Linked DNA regions of Strix aluco: region 2 is linked to region 1. A link is a contact called in public Hi-C data. All regions are on one chromosome and are shown on one strand. Each heading gives the region's core, a stretch centred on a gene start, on an enhancer-like site or on the middle of the called end of the contact. The rest is flanking DNA. Distances are from core to core; before and after follow the strand shown. Region 1 holds the start of NCOA7 (nuclear receptor coactivator 7). Region 2 holds the start of HDDC2 (HD domain containing 2).

The links. A called contact is a pair of places that touch in the nucleus more often than the background predicts.
Region 2: a Hi-C map of brain shows a contact between it and region 1, with 5 times the contacts expected there. The contact joins the promoter of HDDC2 here to the promoter of NCOA7 in region 1. A contact is called at or near these places in 2 of 2 Hi-C or Micro-C datasets (brain and heart).

The regions. Positions count from the first base shown.
Region 1 is chr3:73,140,506-73,147,755 of bStrAlu1.hap1, reverse strand. NCOA7 (nuclear receptor coactivator 7) reads left to right here and starts at 4,292. Exons shown (of 16, transcript XM_074819186.1): 1 at 4,292-4,439. It overlaps TRNAE-CUC (transfer RNA glutamic acid (anticodon CUC)), which reads right to left and starts at 1,898; the gene lies at 1,827-1,898.
Region 2 is chr3:73,361,290-73,368,539 of bStrAlu1.hap1, reverse strand. It overlaps HDDC2 (HD domain containing 2), which reads right to left and starts at 2,497. Exons shown (of 6, transcript XM_074819194.1): 1 at 2,263-2,497; 2 at 1,565-1,686; 3 at 571-673. The coding sequence starts at 2,328.

The sequences.
Region 1 (7,250 bases), core at 3,043-5,542:
CATCAGGGCAAAGTATTCCTGCATGAAGTGTGGCCTGCCAGTATTAAGGAGTTATATGGGTGATGCAAGGGCCATAGCTGGATCCTGGCAGCAAGGAGGATCCCTGCTAAAGCATAATCCACCAGGTGTGCTCGCCTCTCTTTTGCAGTCTGTCTAAGCTATTATATTCATTTATTATCGGTATTTCTTGTTTTATCTGCAGCAGTGTAATGGGTCTGGCTGGGATGGAGTTAATTTTCCCCATAGCAGCCCTCATAGTGCTGTGCTTTATATCTGTAACTAGAAGGGTGTTGATGACACACCAGCATTTTGGCTACTGCTGAGCAGTGCTCCCACAGCATCAAGGCTCTCTCTCCAACACTCCCCCCTCCCAAGGTCAGTAGGCTGGGGAGCAGGTGGGGAGAGATTGGGAGGGGACACAGCCTCGACAGCTGACCCAAACTGACCAAAGGGGATATTCCCTACCATAACTGTCATGCTCAGCAATAAAAGCTAAGAGAAGTGTCGGAGGAAGGATTTGTTTTTAAGGCATTTGTCTTCCAAAGCAGCTGCTATGTGTACTGGGGCCTTGTTTCCCAGAAAGTCAGCGGGCATCACTTGCTGATGCAAAGTAGAGAATAAGTCTTTTTTTCTTTTTTTTTGCTTTGCATCCACACATGGCCTTTGCTTTCTTTCATTAAACTGCCCTTATCTCAACCCAGGAGTTTTTAATCTTATTTTCTCCCCATCCTGCTGAGGAGGGGTTGTGAGAGAGCAGCTGGGTGGGCACCTGGTGGCCAACCAAGGTCAGCCCACCACAAGCAGGCACTGATCCAACATCAAAGAAAAGCAGCTCTTGCTGGAGCCCTGGGTGTGGGTTTGGATGTGCAGGTGATGTGATGTGCTACAGGACAGAGCTGGGAGCTCCTAGAGGAGGAGGGGAGGCACCCTGCTGCCACAGGACTGGAAAAGGCTTTACCCCATTCTCATCACCTCTCTCCTCCCCACCTGCCAGGGCACCTACACTGTTTTTAAGGAGCTGAGAAGGTGTGATGATGTTACCTCTTACAGTGAGGGCTTCATTGCAGGAGGCAGTGAATATCTAGGATCTCTCTTGCCCCCCTAACCATATACCCAACAACCCTGATAGTGGGAGCTGTGCAAATACACTGCAAAGAGACAGTCTGTTTGCTCCTCAGGTGAGCAAACACCATGAAGAATGGCAGCCCTCCTCCTGCCAGGACAGACACAGGGGACAAACCCTTCCCACCTTCTCTGAGGGAAAAAACACTCGGTCAGAGAGGCATGCACACACCAGCGACAGCTAAGGGGGTCCCCACTGCCATGGCTCAAAGATTCATGATGGCACCAGGTGATCATTCCATCTGTGGGGGGATAGGTGTGGCAACACCCTTAGCTGTCAGAGCAGCCAAAAAACCCATTGAATATGGTATTTTTAAGTGCTGGCCAACAGGCCTGCCAACGCCCCTCTAGGCACACATTGCTCAGCAGCCCTCTGCTGAGTCCTAGAAATCCTGTGGGTGAACGTGGGGTGTCCACAGGCAGTTTTGTGAAGGGAAGATGTCCAGACAGATGCTACACCTGGGCAGGCTTCCCCTGCCTGCCCGCTCTGCACAGGGCGCTGAGACTTTGCACACTCCCTTCATGCGTGACTCCTCCAAAGCACCAAGTGCGTCTTACAACACGCCACTGGGCAGCAACGCCGACGCCTCGGGCTCGAGCAGCAGCCGGACGAATGCTCCCTGAATTGTAAAAGCAGAAGGAGAGGGTCGGGGAGAACCCTAAAATACAAAAGAGTCAGAAAAAGGAGAAAAGAAAAATTACACTTCCCTGACCGGGAATCGAACCCGGGCCGCGGCGGTGAGAGCGCCGAATCCTAACCACTAGACCACCAGGGATCCATCCACCGCTTTCTGTCTCCTTCCTCAAGAGTGGTTTCTTCCCGAACCTTGCCGCCCCACTCCTTTCTCCTCTTTACGCCCCCCCTTCCGGGCGGTACCAAGCCCCGGAGGCAGCTGTGCGTAGGGAGGGACGTTCCATTCCACCCCACAGAAGGGGGGGTTGGCGGCGGGGTGGGGAGGAGAGGGGGCGCCTCAGGCGGGGCTGGTGAGGGGCCCTCGCCGTGGGCGGGAGGCGGGATGGCGGTGGGCGGCCGGGCGGGACACAGCCCCTGGCCGCGCCGCCAGCCTGGCGGTGCGGGAGCGGCTGCAGGTGGGCCCCGCGCAGCGCGACGGGCGAGAACTACGCGGCCGGGGCAGGGCCGGGTCGTTGGGGGGAAGGCGCCCGGGGCGGGCCGGGTCTCTCTTCGCCCGCCGGGGCCCTCCCGCCGCCCCGCGCCTCTGGGCGGAGGCAGCCCCCGGTGGGAGCGAGGTTGGTTTCGCTCATTTCGTGTTGCCTGTTCACGCTGTTCCTTACAGCGCCTGTCTGTGCGGGGTGTTGCTGTAACGGCTCCGGGCGGGGCCTCCTCAGCCAAGGGCTCTGCGCTGCAAATCCCGGCCGGCCGCTCCCAGGAGGGGAGGGCCGGGCGTGCTGGTGGCTATTTCCTCCGCTCCGTCTTAATCGTTTTTTAGGCAGGCTGTGGAAACAAAGACCACAGCTTCTCCGGTTTTCGGTGTTTGGTCTGCAGGGGAGAGCCGATCAAAAGGCCTACTTCAGGTGGAAGGAAGCCCGGTGCTCCACAGGGGAAGCCAGATTGGCGGTTCGCTTGCCTGGGGCTGTCAGCGCCCCCTTACATGATAGACAGGGATCTGTGACTTTGCTTTGTTCGGTAGGGTTTCTGTGAGAGGAGTGAAAACTCTGCCATCGATGCAGATTACATCTGCATAAGTGCTTTTTCCTCTGGCATGTTGATTTCACGAGCAAAGTAGATCTGTGAGCTGTACTAGCAAAAGTAATTTTCCCTGTTTAAGCAGTGGCTGTAATATAAGAGGGTTTGCTCTACGCAAGAAAATTTCTCTAGTTCTCAAGCCCTCTGCCTCTGAAATGTATTATATAAGGAACCTTTTCCAAGTTAAGATAGATAAGCTTCAGACTTCATGCCTGTGGACTGTGCAAATACTCCTTATCTGTAAAAGCTTTAAAGTCTGAAAGCAAATTTAAGGAGACCTCTTTCCTCAGGGATTTACTCGGGAGGTTTGGGTGTTTGGTTTCCATCTCGCCAGAGTTCTGTCTCGCCCTCTTCAGCCAGTGGTTCATTTCATCCCAAACCATTCAGAGTAGCAGGCCTGAACAATTGCGATGGAGCTTGCTTTTCTCCAATGTGAGCAATTTTACTGTGCAGTGATGTAGGTAACTTATAAAATGTGAGGCTACAATCAGGCCCTATTAGATACAGTCAGATATCTTACATACTGCAAGAACTGTACTGGACGTCTGTATAGCTATAGCAGCTTCTTTAGTAAAACTGGGGCATTTCAGTCCTTGAGGAGACAAAGCTGTGGAGCGCTGGAGGCAGAGGACAGCTCAAACTGAGGCACCACCAGGGCCTGAGGCCACTGCAAAGAGGGGGATGTGGTTAGGTGAGAGAGGTCACCTGGTCCCAGCAGGTAATCTGTGCCCCTCGTTGAAGAGCAAGGCAAAGGGGTACCTGGTTTCCTGTAACTCTGAGCCAAGGGGAAATTTGCCAGTGTAAATATAGTGATGATTTTGGCCCCAGAACCTGCAAGGTACACCAACCAAATATTAAGGTGGTTCTATACCACAGAAGCCAAGCTAGCTTTAAAGGAGTTTGTATGCTTCAGTAGCTCCACGGTCTTATGGTTAAAAGCATAGGCTTCCCCACCCTGGGTGCTTCTCAGGTGGGTTTTGGAGGGGTACTGATTTCTGTGCTTCCATGGCTGGGATGCTGACAGCACTTGAGACAGCCAAGTTAAAACTAGGGTAGGTCCACGTCAGCTGGATTTGCAGGGTTGGAGATGTGTGTTACAGAAGGATCACCGCCACTGTTTCTTCTTAGAGTGCCTCTGTTTTGCGACACCTCAGAGGAAGGCAGGGTTGAGCCCTCTGATCCTTAAGCTGCCTGAATGTATGTACTAGATGTATGTACTAGAAGAGTTTCACTGAAATAAATCTTTTCCTGGATGTGAATCCAGGTTGTGGGGGGCGGGGGGCTGACCACCAGGAAAGTAGCATTGAGAGTCACATGCTGTCTAGTTATTTTTAGAAATAGTTTTCTTTTCATATCATGTTTTCAAGTCATGTGCAGTGACAAAAGATTATGCCTCTTGTCTGGCTTCCTATATCCGATAGAGAAACGCATCAGTGAAACTGTCAGCGATTCAGCCTCCTGCCAGCGCAGAAGCAGCCGGTGCCTGTGCCTGCATCCCTGTGATGCTAGTTGGAGAAGAATGATCTTCCTGAAAGCGCCAGGGAAGGAATGTCAGAGGCCGATGTTTCTTTTCGCTTCACGCAACGGAACAACGGTGTGTCAGTAAAACCAAGTGAGTAACATTCAAAGTGAGAGGTACTGTACACCAGCTTTCCGAGTTTGGTATGCAAAGCTGAATTTTGGCACCTGAAAAATCAGAGCAAATACTTTAAATGTATGCGATTAACTTTTCTGTTCCATATGAATATATTATATATTATTATTACTTTAATTTGCCATGTTAATTGTTGTGTGACAGTGGGCTTACTGTGTAAAAATGAGTATGAATAACATCAGAGTAATGTGCTAATTTACTGAAAGTATATTATTTGGGTATTTGGGTATATTTCTGCTATATAATGGTAAGTACAAATTGTCTTTAGTACCTGGGGTACATGCTTCAGCAGTAGTGAATTTGCACAGAAGCTGTAAATGATTTTTATAACTATGTGTAATGTGTGCATTTATCACTCCTCTCTTTCCTCAGCTGTGTATTTGATCTGGAAAGTCTTGGCATCAGCTTTTCTTCTTTAAGTTAGCCTCGTTTAAAATGTACATCATCCCAGTTTCAGGGAGGTGGAGAGGAGAGGGAAGGAAAAGATGATGCACAGTTTTTTGCTATTTTATGTTTAATTTCCATGTATGGTCAGAATGGTTGCTCAACTGTTAGATTACAATGATTTTCTGGGAGGAAAAATGCTATTGTAGTTTATATTTCTTCTATCTATTTTTACCATAATAGTGCTTTTATGGACATAATCTAAGGAAGATCTCAAAAGGCGTTGTCCAAATGTTAAGCAGTTCTAAATCTCCTTGCTCCAGGATCATCTCCCCAGCTGTGCAGTGACTTGCTCTATCTTCTTGTAGTTTAATTTCAGTGGGGCTAGGGGGCGGTATGTGAGAATTTGCAGTGTCATTTCTTAATACTGTGCAGACTAGCCATTTACTATTTACAGAATATTGCAAAGATCCTGAAGAAAAATGGGGAAGTAACTCACCAGCAATATTTTTATAAATACTTTTAAAAGTTCTTGTATTGTTTTCCTTGATCTTCTGTTCTTCCCCAACACCATAATTGATCCAGGAAAACCTGTGTCAGCTTTTTTTCTCTCAGCCCATGTTAAAATGCACGTGATTCTGGGGTTTGGGATAAGGTATGGCAGTGCGGTGCTTCATCCAGTGTCCACTGAGCTCAATAAAATACTTTAGTTGAAACGAGTATGACTTTTTTATTATCTTCTCATGTGTCTCAGCAAATTCCTTTTCTTTTACAGTCTTTGTTCTGCAGAACATTTTGGAAGCAACTTCTGGTTTGCTCTACTAGATAGCAGAAACGAGTGCATAGAATCAGTTATTAGGGAAGAACTTCTTATAGAAGTTTTAAGCTCTGGTCTCTTTCATTTTTGTGAAACTTGTAGAAATTTTCAGTACCTCTGTCAAATTGAGTTATATCTAGACAATCACTTGAAAGTTACAGGGTTACTTGGGGACATTTAGAAAATTCATCATTACATAAACCAAAGAAACCGGGCTAAAAATAGCAATGTATTATTACAGAAGTCAACCCCAGTGCATGGTAGGATCAAGCAGAGCCTCAATTATGCATAAAAGTCTGAAACCTATAAAAGTGTGAAACCTGTTTTGTGACTACTTCATGGTGAATAATTGTAAGAGTAATTGGGAAAAACAGGATGATTGTTAATGGAAAAAGAAAAGATTGGTGTCACCTTTATACCTTTTCAAAACTGGACTGTCGTATTCAAACTCATCGGTGTAATTCTTTATGGCAGGTTGTCTTCCTTAAATAAATGAGCCATAAGCTAACAGTTGCAGATGTTCATGTAAATATTTTTTTTAACCACATGTGAGCAATACAGTATTTTTTTCTGATATTAGTGTTAGCTGATCTGAGTGCAGGCCATAAACATACTGCACTTGTGACAATTTTTTTCTCTGTAATGTATGCAGCTCTATAAATATACGCTGAAGTGCATATTGTGGGAGGTCAAACCCCATTCAAACATTATACTTATGTATCCTAACTCTATTCTGTCTTCCATGTGTTGTTATGCATGTGAGTTTGTGTGAGAAATCTTCTAGGATAAAAATTGGCAATTTGGGAGTGATTAAAAAAGCAAACTTGCATTTTATCTCCATGAAAATAGTGCAATTCATGATAAAACAAATTTGCCCAATCCTGAAATGAATGAGTGACATGAATTTAAGATTGTCTCAAATATTCTAAGCATTGCTTTCACAAAACCAATGAATTAAATTATGTTAGATCATTTGTATTCAAATCAGTTGCCATGGAACATATTGCCACAGGAAAGAGCAAAACATTCAACCATCTTCTGTCCTCTGTGCTATAGGGACACCAAAACAGAATTTCATTTCAAAGGGTTGGGGGTGTGTGTATGTGTATATATATCACGTTAAGCATTTTAACAGATAGTCAGGCATTACCTCTTGCTTCCAGACTCAGTAAAATAAAACGGTGTATTAGATCCTGCTCACAGAGTTTCTTCCAATGACATGCAGTCTGTGGGTTGAGCTCCAGGCATTAACCCACAACGCTGTAACCAGAACTTGTATGAAGCTTCTGTTCCAGTCCTAGCCTGCTTATTCTGCTGCTCTGGCAGGGGTTTGAGTGATTTCTTCCCCATGCCAGTAGGCTAGAATATATTTGAAATGCTTGGGGCAATGTAAATACTGTGGAAATGTGTAGTTTCTTTGTCTGCTATAAGGAATCTATGCATTGTCCTCATAGAGCTTTCTACACAATACAGTAGAGGTGCTTGGAATGATGATGGACAGTGAACTTGTACATTAGGACAGAGACAACTTTTCCTGGAGCTAAAATAAGGTGTTAGTCACTGTCATT
Region 2 (7,250 bases), core at 1,248-3,747, 220 kb before region 1:
GCCCTCTAGCTGTCGCTGGAGGAGTGGTTTACATTTTCTTCAAATAATGCAGCAAACTAGAAATGACAAACCAACAGTTTGGATACATACAAGGCCAAAAATAAAATAACGCTAGGCACACCGCACTCAAAGGCTCATGACTCATGCACCCATGTCTGGAGTCCTGCACAAATGGTTTAAATTTAAATAAGTCTCGGCCACAACCACATGATACACACCACACAAATGGTCCGCCATGAACTGTCATCCACCCCTCAGTGCACCTACTCCCTGCTCCCCACCTCTTGGTAAAGCTGGTCAAAATGACTAATTCAGGCTACCAAAAATCCACCTAGTTCAGGAATAAATGGCCAATGTCAAGAGTACTTCAAAGGTTCTCCTTCCTAACTTTGTACTTGGTGACATTACATGTAGAAAAAAATCATGAGTTGAGAACTTTGGTTGTTCGTGGCTTATTTGTCCAATGCCAATGACAGTAGTATGTGGTTTAGAGGGTCTCTTCACTACCACCAGAACACTAAAAACACACAGAATGCTTCGCAGATGTGGCTTCGTGCCTTATGCCCATACCTCTTCTCTCCTGTGTTTTTCCTCTTTTGAGATATTATCTGCAGGAGCGATATCTCCAACAATGCATTCAGCCATATCGTGAACCAAAGCTAATCGTATGCATCTGACAAATACGAAAGACAGAATAATTAGTTTTTCAGCATTTTAACTCATATCTTGTTATTCATAAAGCTAAGAGACTGCATAATTCACTCCCTTCACATATTTTAAAGGGGGTTTTTTGGTTTTTTAAGTTTGCATAACATTTTTCACTTCTTTACTAAGGAGAGTAGTTTCTACCTAGACATTTTAATTCCTGATTTCTACCTCCTGCTGCTTGTAAGTGTAGATTCAGATATAAATACAGTTTGTACAACTGCACAGCATTCAAAAATAACATGCTTAGCTTTTGTATGCTTGACTCTCAGAGATTTTGTGGTAACTACATTATACGGTTCACATGAATGCTACAACAGGTAGAAGGTAATCTGATGGGAGCCATCCCAAATTCAGTATATAATCTGACACTCACAATTCTGTAGCTATGTCAATTTGCAGCAGAACAGCCAAAAAAAGCCTTCATTATTTTCATCAGCTCCTGAAGGGCCAAAACAAGCACGATCCCATACCAGACTTGACAACTCATTCACGACTAATGATGCTTTCTCTTCTACACTGTATCATTTCTGAGGCTCCTTACTGCTGCTGAGTGCTATCAAAATCCACACGGTGTATGGCTTTGCCTTTGCTGTCTGTTGCTTCAAACTGAGTTTTAACAGAGTTTATGGCATGACAGAAGGCCTGCTCAGGGCCTCTGCATTAACAATTTGCCTCAGCACCTGGAATTCAACAAGTCTTTCAGCTCTCCAGGTAAAGAGCACCCTGTCCAAAGAATGGAGGGGGAAGCGTTTCAAACTCCTTCAGTGCGTTTTAAAAGCTCTTCCTCAGGATACCAGCTATTTTAAGCGTCTCCCACAGCATTTAACATGGTCATGATAACCAGAGGCAGTCTCACCTGTCCTTGTTAAGGCTTTTGTCTTCGGTCACCAAAGCCATCATCGCCATCCTGTACATGTGATCCGATACGCTCTCTGGCTTCGCCACGTTCCTGTACACCCATCCCGTCCGTGGTACTCTCTGTGTGAGGACGGCGTCAGAGAAACGTTAACGCCTCAGGTTTTGAAGGCCCTCGCTTCAGAGCTGCCAGCCGAAATTCTGTCCCACCGTGACCTCCACGCTCCGCTGAGATCTGATGCTTCCGAGAAACACCTGCCCCAAGGACCGGGCCCCCCGAGGCTGTGACCGGACGCCTTTACACAGGTACCTCTCCACACGCTCCTCCGCACTCTCCCTGCCTGATCCCAGGCGCACTCAGCCTCACGGCGCTCACGGCGAAGCGCCGAGCCCCTCCTGCCCTCCCCCGGCCGGCGCCCGCGTGTCCCCGCCGCAGCCCCAAACCCGGGGCGGCCGTCTCCGAGTCGCAGGCGCCGCGGCGAGCCGCCGGTGGCGCCCCGGTGGCCGCGGTTTCTCCGCCGGCCGCCCCGCGGCCGGGCCGGCCCCGGCGGCCGGGCCGGGCGCCACCGAGTGCGCCCCCGCTGCCACGCCGGCGAAGGCCGCGGGCAGCCTCCCCGCCCGCCACGGCGGCCGCCCGGGCCCACGGCGGGCCCGCCGCCCCGCTGAGGCGGGCCTTGCTCCCGCGGCCCCCGCGCTCACCTTGAGCTGCCCCAGCAGCCGCAGGAAGGGCAGCAGGCCGCCGCCGCCACTCGCCCCCGCCGCCATCCGCCGCCCGGCAGCCTTCGCCCGCTCCTCCTCCTCCTCCTGCTGCTGCTGCCGGCCCGGACGGCGGCTCTGAGTGGCGCTGGGGGAAGGGGAAGCAGCGGCTGGCCGGGCGCCGCGCTCCCCGCCCCGGCAGCCGGCGGCGAAGCAACGCCCCTACGGCTGAGGGCCTGCCGGGCCAGGCGGGCGTCGGGTGGGCGGGTGGCAGGTGTATGGTGGGGCCGTACTCCCAGCGGGATTCATTAACCACAAACAGCGCTTTTAAGAATAAGGACTCAGGACTGCGATCGCAACGAGGAAAGCAGCAAGAGAAGCCGGGATGCTCACGGGGTGCGGTGCGGGGAAGGGGAAGGTGGGTGGTGTGGCCTCTCCTGGGGTGCAGAGGGAGGAGAAGCCCCTGGTGTGAAGGAGGCAGGAATAGCTCTTAGTTCAGTCAAAACTTGAGTCAAAACAGTGACCTTAGGCATACTTTCTAGAAAGAAAAAAAAAAAAAAAAAAGGTAAATAGTTCAGAATGTAATTATTCAGAGAGGAAAGGGTATGTATCAGAGTTGCTGCACTCAAGAGTTTTAAATTATTTTGGGGACTCCCGGGGATGGTTACAGGCACTTCCATCACTTATACAAGTTGAATAATTAACACACTGAATTAGTTTACAACCAGTGGATTCTCAAAATGCATTGCATTTCTTTGTTATTTTTATACTGCCAACTGAAGTAGCAGATAATGGTTTAAATCTGGCAATGAAATACTCTGTTTTCAGAAAAGAACATCTGCAGTTTGGCAGATATCAACAGATGGGCAGAGTATTTTTATTTTTGCTCATGGGTATATTGAAACACACTCATAAATTAATAAAACCCAGACAACATTTTGGTGACCATTTTAAGGCTACCTTCCAACAATAAACAAGAATCACAGACCAGGAAAGTCATCAGCTTTACAATTGTGCACAATCATAAACGGGTTGGTTGGAAAGGACCTCTGTATGTTGCACAGCCCAGCCACCCTGCTGAAAGTAAATCACAGCTCTCAAAACCATCCAAAATAAAAATTTCATAGTTTGTCCAGGTTACCTACCTTCCAAATAAATAATTTGTTTCATAATGTTCCTCTTTGGACCTCCTAAGCCACTTCTGCCCATGGTTTCCTGTTGTATTGCCTACCACTACCAAGGAGAGTTTAGCTCTGTCATATTCGTAAACCCCCTTCAAATAGTTGCAGGCTGCTGATACATGACTCCTTATGCTCTTCAACAAAGACAGGCCCAGGATCCCTCAACCTCTCCTTCAAGGTGGTATGATTTAGATCCTGATCATCTTGGTAGCCTTCACTGGAGATGTGCCATCTTGATCTGTGGAAGCACCAAACTGGGCCCTGTGTCCAGCCAGGGCCTCACCAACACTCAGCAGAGGGGGATAATAACCTTCCTCACTCTGTTGGCCATACTCCTTCCAATGCAGAGGCTGCTGTGTGGTTTGCCCTCTTTGGGATGAGAGCACACTGTTTTCTCATATTGGACTTGGCTTTCACATAACCTCAGGTCCTTTTTGGCAAAGCTGATAGCCAGCCTATTTCTTCCCAGCCAGTACCAATGGAAGGGCTTATTCTGCGTTAGCTGCAGGGCTGAGTGTTTCTCCTTTATTGTGTTTCTCCTTGTTGAATGTGTTAAGGCTTCTGTCAGCCCAGTCCTTGAGCTTTTCAAAGTTCCTTAGAACTAAAAGCTCTATGGTTTAGTGTGTCAACCACTCCCCTAACTTAGTGCTGTCTTAAAATATGGTGAGGGTGCATCCTGTCCCATGGTCCAGGTTTTTGATGGAGACAATGAACTATATGGGCCCTAGTATCAACCCCTAGAGCACTCAACTTGTTATGGGCCTTCAGGCAGGTTGCCAAGCCACCAGCTGCCACCCACTGAGCCTGTCAGCCTAGGCAGTTTTCAATGCATCTAACAGCTTGTTCAAGCCGTATTTCCTCAGTTTGTGAGTGAAAGTGCTGTGAGAAATTATTTCAAAAGCTTTACTGAAGTCAAGATCTGTTGTGTCTGCGGCTCCCTCCTTGTCCACGTAGCCAGCCATTTCATTACAGGATGCAATCAGGTTGGCCAAGTGTGATTTGTCTTTCATAAATCCATGCCAGCTGTTCTTGATTGCCTTCTTGTCCTTTGCAGGTCTCTTTCTAGTGGAGCTTCATCAACTTTCTTTCTGTATCTTGCAGTCTCTGTGGCTGCAAACTGAATCTTTCTGTTTTTCTGAACGGTTGTCAAATACCTTCTGAACTCGATCGTAAAAATAACACAGAGTAATTTAATAATTTGCATTTTAAATAAGATGCTGTATGTAATTCAGGAATGCTATTTTTAAGGCTAGCTGATAACAGATGCTTTGTCTTTTAACCCTCTGAATCTTTCTATTCAGTGTACATATTCAGTATTCATAGTCCTTTAAATCCAGTAATACATTTACTTTTTCAAAGTCTTTAATAATTCTTTAACATGGATGAGTCTTGTACAGACCATATGAGGAGGCATGATTTTCAAATTTATTGTGTGACACCTTCTTTGCCACTAGTATCCTTTCGATATGTTTCTAGAACAAACTCTTCTATGGCATTAATGAGGCTGGTTTCCCAGGCTCTGACCTTGGCTGTCCATTTAGTTTAGAGAACACTATCAAAAGCAGCATACTCGCATTCACAGATTGATTTTCTAGTGCACTTAATATCTCTGCTCCATTTGAACCCTTTGAAGCTGTGAATGTTCCAGAGACGTAAGGTTTCCAATGGTGTTAGGAAGAACAGAAAACTGCTGGGTTAACAGGATGGCAATGACATAGTTTAATATTGTGGTGGAGAACAGTTTCTGAGGCATCAGCTATAAATAATATCTTGGTTTATTTTTTTCAGCACGGATTTCTTTAGAAGTGTACACTAACATAGGTACCTGTGTGAGCCAACACAGGCATGATTCAGGAACAACCACAAAATCACAGATGAAATGCAAAGAGTAAATTTATTCTCATTACCTCGCAACCCGGGGGGTCTCCACAGCAACACTCAGGCAGAGGCACGCAAGTGGAGACACAGGCACCGTGGAGCTCGGTCCTTGCTAGCCAGAAAGAAGAGAGGAAAGAAAAGATCTCAGACCTGCTGCTTTCACCTGTATATGTTAGGGATTTTCACAGGTGTAGTTTTCTACTGTGCTTTGATCTTTCCCACAGCAGGGCAAGAATCTAAAGGATGTTCAATAAGGTGCCTCTGAGTCTATCACAGGCCTATGTTATCTAAACGCAGACGTTCTACCCATCAAGCACACAAAGCTAAACAACAATTAGTATGATATATGTGTTTTCAACACCCCAGCTGCAAGTCACTTGAGCATGTTTACAATCCTCACCAACCTTGTGTTGTACTCCCACAGTACCATTTATGTGGGATGAAATGTATACAAAATACTCTTGTATTTAATACAACTGTTGTAATTCTTTTGTATTTGTATTTATGTAATTTTGGTATTTATGTAATATTTACATAGTGTAATTTTTGTAATATTTGTAAATTTTGTAGTATTTGTATGTATATAATTCTTCTGTATGCGCTTTGTATGCTATTTTTGCATATTGCTTATTCACACTAGTTTTCTATGCAGTCATTCTGGCACAATACTAGAGGCATCGTTTATGAGCTTTCCCAAGTGTTTATCAAATGCATCACATGTAGTATTAGATGCATAGACTCTCTGTAGGTTGGAGGACCATAATATAGTACAAATTTTAGCTCTGTTAGAATCTGATGTGATTTTATTCTTGACTAAGTAGCCTGAAAACAGAAACAAATTTGAGATGCTCATCTCCTTGTGATTTTAAGCAGCTTTTTTATATAAATCAGAAACTTGAGCAAGGATTTGCATAGCCTCCCTGCAGGATATTAAGATAGTGTTAAGGCTTAAATCTCAATCTTTCATCAGTCTCAGATGGCTTTTTTTTCTCCATCTTTTGCCGGAACAGATGGCAGTTCCAAAGGAGAAATTAGTTGTTACTGCAGAGTAATTATTATTTGGTAGCTGGAGATGGCGCTCTCTGCCTACAGATTTCTGCTTCGACCCCATTTGCAGCTGCCCAACGCAAGGCTGAAATTATGCTTCAATTTCTTTAAGAAATAGGGCTGGGGAAAAGGGGATGCTTTACACATTTGGCGCAGTAATATGAAAATCATCTCCACAGATGCCAGATGACTGGGGACAGACCCATGAACTACTCATAAGGTGGATCTTAATCAGCTTATGGTTTACGTAACATAACGCAATGCCAACAATAACATGTGGGATTTTGAAAACTTACGTGTTCTGCCAACATGGACACTGAAAACCTTGTGTTGGCAAAATATCTTCAGGAAAAGTAATTAATTGATTAAATTCATTTGTTACCATCTGGCAGGAAAAAAAAAGTTAAAGTTATGTAGTTCACTGGATATAGCAAAATGATTGCGTGTCACAGACCCAACAGGCAGGAGCAACAGCCCTGATGTCCTCCTTAAGAGGAAAAAAGATTGAAGAGCACCTGCCAAACACTGTAAATTGTCATTTTAGTTCTCCAGACTGTATTATATCTTTCTTTACCTGGGACAATCTTAGCAACGATGTAGAAGTAGCTGGTGAAAAATCTGTTGTAAGAATGATCAGTAATGGTACAGAAAAGAACAAACCACTGGAGTGGCAGGTATGTGTGTGCCATGAGGCTTTCTCCCCTCTGCCACACACCTCAGAGGTGCTAGGCTGTGTGTCTTTGTGCCCAGGGAGCCCCGTGCTGCCCTTTGCAGGCCGTCAAAGCAGGTCAGAGAGGCACCACGTGCTGACATCTGTGCCGAGGGCTGGACATCTGCTGAGACTTCCTCTACAGCTCAGTCAGGAAAGGTCATAGGAAGTAGGTT